Regions from separate parts of the Zea mays genome. Here region 2 is linked to region 1. Evidence: chromatin contacts called from public Hi-C data. All regions are on one chromosome and are shown on one strand. Each heading gives the region's core, a stretch centred on a gene start, on an enhancer-like site or on the middle of the called end of the contact. The rest is flanking DNA. Distances are from core to core; before and after follow the strand shown. Region 1 has its middle 53 kb from the start of LOC100275087. Region 2 holds the start of LOC103655902.

Region 1 (3,115 bases), core at 268-2,767:
TAAACTACATCCCTAAAATAATGATTTGCACCTATGATGGTTTTGAATTAGAACCTTGTTTGAATTCGAATCCAAATTGAACTTGGGAAATGGAAAATGAATGAAAAAGGAAAAGAAGAACTCACTAGTGCTGGGCTAAATTCCTTGTTGCCAACCCATTACTACTCCTATCGCCTGGTCCTTGGGCAGTTCTGGCCCAGCCCAATGGGCTCGGATTCGGTCCACTCTCGTTTACCATCGACCTGCCCACTCGTGTGGCGCCTCTGTCGGGCGGGACCTGCATGTCAGTGCTTTCTCTTACGCGTGGGGACTTGGAGTCAGACTTACCTCCCCACGCTTAGGGATGTTTCTAAAACATCCGACTTGTATCACAAATCTAATATTTTAGCATAGATATACATAGAATTTAAAGCTATTTTTTGGCAATGTTATTAAGAAGATTACGAAGTATTTAAATAAATTTTTATATAATTTTTTATGTACATTATTTTCTCCCTACAATAAAAAAAGGTGACAAAACATCTGAATCTGTATTCGAATAGACATCCGAATTTTATATCAATTATTTAAAAAGATATATAATGAATTTAATGTTAGTTTTTTATGAAGATTAATAGTCTCAATGCTAAAAACAAGAATATAAATTTACATAGCAAATTCTCTATGTTATTTGTTCACAATCGAAGAAATAAGACCGAAAATTTGACATCCGAATAAATATCCAGATCCATCCCTACCCACGCTACATGTCTAGGAACGAAGTCCGCCATCGCGCAACAAAAAATGAGAAATCTGGAGAACGCAGTTATGCTAGCTAGGAGAACCGACCTTGCAGGAGCCTATAAACCTGGTGCCCGGAACCACATCTTCCCAGTGTTACTAGATCGCCGTGTGAGGAAATCCAATTCCATCGGCCACCACGGACCCCTCCATCGAACTCATGAATCGCCGTCGATTGGGCCTAGTAGGTGGCTTAGACGGGTGGTTGGTCTGTGTCACAACTTTTGGGGGGCTCGGTGAACTGCAGAGACCCTCAGAGTCGGCGCAATTCCTCGCCTGCATTGAGTGTGCCGCCATCGGGCCATTGCACCGTGTCCAGTCCTCGCCACCGCATGGATACCGATAAGGACGCTCCCCCTTGCTTCGCTTTTATCCTCACAGCGTGTAGATCGGTTCACATATAGGCCCTGGTCACCGGTTGGTTGCGCGGTGTCGCTCCAGTGAACTTACCTCCACACTGGGTACACAGGCTCCGCCCGGCCACCGTGGTGGAGAAGACGTCAATGTTGTCGTCAATCCGGGGTTTAGCGGTGGAGATTAAATTGAGGATAGTGTATGAGATAGGAATATGTAGACTGTTATATAGAGATCAGGTCGTCCTTATTAGATGACTAGATACTTCTTCAATCTATTTAAATCAGCGCCGTCGGATTTGGACCTTGCGGCCTCGAACGTGTATCAGTTCAGGATAAGTCATGGCCGTCGATCTTGTGATCAATGGCTTAGGTAGCGTAACATTGGATTCAATGGCCGACCTAATCCCCACCGTAGATAGTCGATCCAACGACTCAGATGGACTGATACCCCTTTGACGTGCCCTTTTGTTAAAAGACCCCAAAAAAGTTGATAACCAACCCACCGTCAATCTACTGCGGGAGGGTATTACTTTCGGGTCCCTGGGTTTTTACAAAACCGACCCGGGAATGTATTTTAAGCAGAAAATTAATATGAAAATGCACAAAAACTTAAATAATTCATAATTTCTTCATTCTAACTCCGATTTGATCTATTCAAGTCACGTTAGCTTCGTAATAACATTATGAACGCGGTAACATCATTATTTTTATCATATTGCTTAATTATATAATTGGATAATTGTTGTTTATTAGATTAACTCTTCCGGACAATATTAATCTATCTATAACTATAATTTGACTAAAATAGGATCTCTAAGCAAGTTATAACTTAGAGTAAAGTTGAATTAGTTATATCTTTAATATTTGCTCTTATATGATTCACATTAATCAACATAGAATTTAGTTTTTATTATTTGATCACAAAAATCTTTTGATCACCATATCTTACTAACAGTAACTCCGATTTAGTGGTTCTCGAACCTACGATCTCGCAGAGATGCATAGAATACTCCTATGCAGTTGTTCCCATGTTTGGTGTAATATTATTTTTATGTGCTCCTTGTCTATTTGTATATATTGCTACGAGTAGCAGCGAGGTCACGAGAAATCTGAAGACCAATTTGGTGAAGTACCTGGAATCTCAAGTCACAGGCAAGTTTTGCTCTTGATCACTCTTCTTTACCTAATAATGTTCCTGTTAATCACTGTGACATGCTCAGGTTAATTTGATGGGACCTAATAGGTTATCCTAGTTTTGTTTACCCCACACCTTGCAAGACAAATGAACTATTGGATAGACTTGCTATTGCTCTACCTGGTTTTGGGATTAATGTTATATCTGAATTATGATCATGTTCCATTAATATTATTGGTTTAATTATTGTTCATGATAAGATTATTGTGTTAATTGGAACATGGAGCTTAACTTGAGATAACATTGCTACGAGAAGGATGGAATGGGACGCCCTTGGCCAAGTAATTAGGAAAGCTAGGGAGAGATTATCTTACTCGAAAGGGGCAAGCGGGGAGGCGTCATTGTAGAGTATAGGGAGGTCCTTGGGTCGAACTGTCTGTAAAGCTTTTCGGACGAGGGATTCCTATGCTTCCTTCTTTCTGAATCTGTAGCGGGTTTTCTCGAACTAGTGGAACTTTGGAAAGGCATCGTAGTGCTACCCTGCCTCGCCTCCTCTGTAGAGGTGTATGGGATTCATGACCCTGTGGCAGATGGGTAACACGACTTGTGGGTAAAGATGTGCAATCTTTGCAGAGTGTAAAACTGGTATATCAGCGGTGCTCACGGTCAAGAGCGACTCAGGACTCTCGTATGATTAACTTATGGAATTAAACTTAATCTGTCATATGCATTGCATTGTCGGTGTTATTATTAATTTTGATCTCTATCTACTTATACTTCGTAAGTGCTAATAAAATTTTGACCAACTTGTAATGCTCAGCCTTAATCATCTTCTTTGGTAAGC
Region 2 (3,115 bases), core at 265-2,764, 290 kb after region 1:
ACGTCTTTTCAGACTTGACATAGAACTTCAAATATAGAATAAGTTCATAGATAAGTTGAGTACTTGAGTTCACAAACCAAATAGCATAAAAGGAAACAGATCACGTTCAACACAAGTTCAACCACACAAGCTATAACTTGTATCTATGATCAGTAACCATCATCCAACTCATCAATATCAAGACCTAAAAGAATGATTCAGTGTGACTCAGTGACTGTGAGCAAAATCAAAATAGAGCCTAAAACATAGGAGCTGGCTGCTGGGGATGGACCGACTGGAAGGCTTAGGCGTTAGGAACTTAGGGTTTTTCCATCTTTTGGCCCAGGAAAGGAAAAGCCCACAACGAGTAGAACGTCCTAAACGCAAGTAAAACGTCTTAAAACGCACAGAGGACGTTTAAGCGTCGTTTAAATGCGTGAAACGGACGTTCTACTCCATTTTGGTAAAACGTTCGGACGTTTCAACTTTTAATCACGTTTTGTCGTTTAAACGACGCTTAAACGACGTTTAAGCGACGTTTTAATAACAATGCCACAATCAATCCATCAATTGAAATACTGATCGCAATTACAGAGGAGGAATCAGTCCACTAACAACATGTGCAGCAACAATGAATATTATTCATCAAAATAACTAGAAACTATACCGTGACTGATTATCCTAGGCTGTATTGGTGGCTATTGGCTAATGTTGAATTTCCTTTGCTTTCAGAACTACTGAAATCTATGTACAGATGAAACTATATGAACCCAATCAGAAAACTGGACGCTAAAACATTAATGCGCAAATGCTGTTTAAAATTCAGCAGATTGACGAGTGAAAAAAGAAAAAACATTACTATCCCTATAGGGACTAGAAGACGTGATTGCACGCTTGCACACAGGGTCTGCTCAGATATTAGTCAATGCCATCCCCATAAGGCCAATTAACCTATGTGAAATTCACCATCACCGCAACACATACAACTCACAGCATTTTCACAGGATCATGGCGAGAAAAGGGTGTACTCAGAATATACCTGGGTGGCTGCAGACTGGCCCAGAATCTCGTCCAGCTGCCGGCGAGCCACTATGAGCCGCCCAACCGCTCTTCCAGTCATCCGCCCGGCCGTCCTCGCAATCTTCACCATATCACTGGGCTCTGAACAAAAGCGAGGGAATCGGGGTCAGACCGAAACATCAGTTCCAAAACGTGCCGATCCCGCCATCGCCTTCCCGTCAGTCGCCGCCATCGACAGCCGCCGCCGAATGGCCGAAGCGGAAATAGCGCGCGGAGTTTGATTACTCACTCATCATGACGGAGCAGGCCCCGAGGACGACCAGCAGCTGTCCGGTCGAGAACCCCAGCATCTTCGCACGGACAAGTCGCCGCTGGGACGGGGCGGAGGATCCACGCGGCCGTTCCGGCACACGCGCACGACGGCGGCGGCTGTGCGTGACGCGGCGATGAGAGGGAGAGACAGAAAGATGACGTGGGCAAGGAATGGGCCGGGCCTCGGCTAATTGAGGCTGGAAATGGTTGAGCTGGGAGTGGGCTGGCGTCAAGAGGGCTCTCTGATGGGGAGTGTCAACCGGGCTTACATCTTTGCCTCAGTTCTCACGTACCCTTTTATATGTTTAAGGCAAAATTTGATACATACCATTAAAAGATCACATGTATAGAAATTTACCAGCAAAAGATTCACACTTAGATATTTACCATGGAAAGATTGCACGTTAGAGATTTATAGCATTCCGTTCCCTTCCGTCAATCGGATCAATGGGTTTTTTTTTATTTGGAACGATCAACAATTAGAGTATACCAATTTTACCCCTGGCTTTAGTTTTTCCCCTCCGTTCCTTGGCCCCAGGCCAGAATACGACTCCCTCGCGTGAGGCGAGAAAGGAGCAGAGGCCCGATAGGCGACGAGCTGCTCGCGGCCTTCCAGGCGGCGCGCTCGCCCGCGGCCACCCAAGTTTTTGCTGCAGCGGCGTCCTCCACCCCACGCAGTATGCACCTTTCTCCCGTTCTCCCTCATCTTCCTTCCTTGCTTTGGGAGTTCTAAATCCTAGGATTTTCTTCTCTCTTGTAGTGCTCAGGAATCGATCTGAAATTGAGGCGCATGGATACTTCTGAGGTTCCTGAAGGATAATATCCTTTTCCTCTTTGTTGAATCTTTGCAATTTCTTGTAAATTGTACAAAAGTTACTGTTTGTGAGGGGGAATAAATTTGTACAGAATAAATTGATTCATTTAGGACTGGAATTGTCATCAGTTGCTACTTACATTTGTTCTCCCTTCTATGTGTTTGCCATTGCTATTGCAGGATTGATCCGACTAGTGCATGTAGAGTTGAGGTCACTGTCAATTCTTACTTCAGTGTACGAGATGGTAGAAAGGAGTATAACCGGGGTAGGCCAGTAAGCTATGTTGTTGATTCAGAAACATATTCTATCATTGATCTAGAGAAAGATATTGCTTCAGAATTTAAATGGGCCAGTGAACAGCAGGCAAATTTCTGGGTTCTAACAGGAGAGGGTAGTCTGACATGCAAGTTGGCTTCAGATGCACAACTACTTGACTTGTTAAGGACATCCAGAGTAGTGAAGTTGTTCATGGTAGTCGGTAGCCGTGAGCAAAATGTAAGAGAGGAGGAGATGGCTGCTGCTGCAGTGAATATAGGAGACGAGGAGATGCCTACTGCAGTAAATATAGGAGAGGAGGAGATGCTTACTATAGTGAACATGGAAGAGGAGGCGATGCCTATTGCAATGGACCATAATTTGGAGGTACATGATAGAGGATTTACATGGGCAGAAGTACCTGAATATGGGGAAACAATTGGAGGGCCACCAATACTTGAGGAGGAGGAGGAGGAGCATTTCAGAACTATTGGGTGTGATCCTGATGGAGACGAGCCTGTAGGAGTAGATGAAGAGTGGAGGTACTTTAAACGTACGGAACATGTAGTCATTGATCCAGTCGATGTACACAAAAGAAAGAGGGCTGCTCTAGAATTCAGAGACTTTGATATCCAACAGAATGGAAGGGCGTATCCTAGCAAGTGTGTTGCATGAGTTGAACATGAAGAGCCGAGGGCTGCAGTATGGAATCATGAGGACTGGTGCAATGTCTG

Evidence for each region. A called contact is a pair of places that touch in the nucleus more often than the background predicts.
Region 2: a contact with region 1 is called in a Hi-C map of leaf, with 5 times the contacts expected there. The contact joins the promoter of LOC103655902 here to the enhancer-like site in region 1. A contact is called at or near these places in 2 of 25 Hi-C or Micro-C datasets (leaf and tassel).

The regions. Positions count from the first base shown.
Region 1 is chr4:216,634,619-216,637,733 of Zm-B73-REFERENCE-NAM-5.0, forward strand. No RefSeq gene overlaps it. Among protein-coding and RNA genes, the nearest start is that of LOC100275087, 53 kb to the left of the region's middle. Within about 2 kb of position 1,518, at least 17 of the 20 cell types and tissues checked have an H3K27ac peak or open chromatin away from gene starts, as enhancers often do. A contact at or near this core is called in leaf and tassel, where this site is marked.
Region 2 is chr4:216,929,414-216,932,528 of Zm-B73-REFERENCE-NAM-5.0, forward strand. It overlaps LOC103655902, which reads left to right and starts at 1,515. Exons shown (of 2, transcript XM_020552321.2): 1 at 1,515-1,600; 2 at 2,306-3,115. The coding sequence starts at 1,515. The coding sequence ends at 3,056. LOC100274044 reads right to left here and starts at 1,531. Exons shown (of 8, transcript NM_001148425.2): 1 at 1,289-1,531; 2 at 1,019-1,140. The coding sequence starts at 1,349.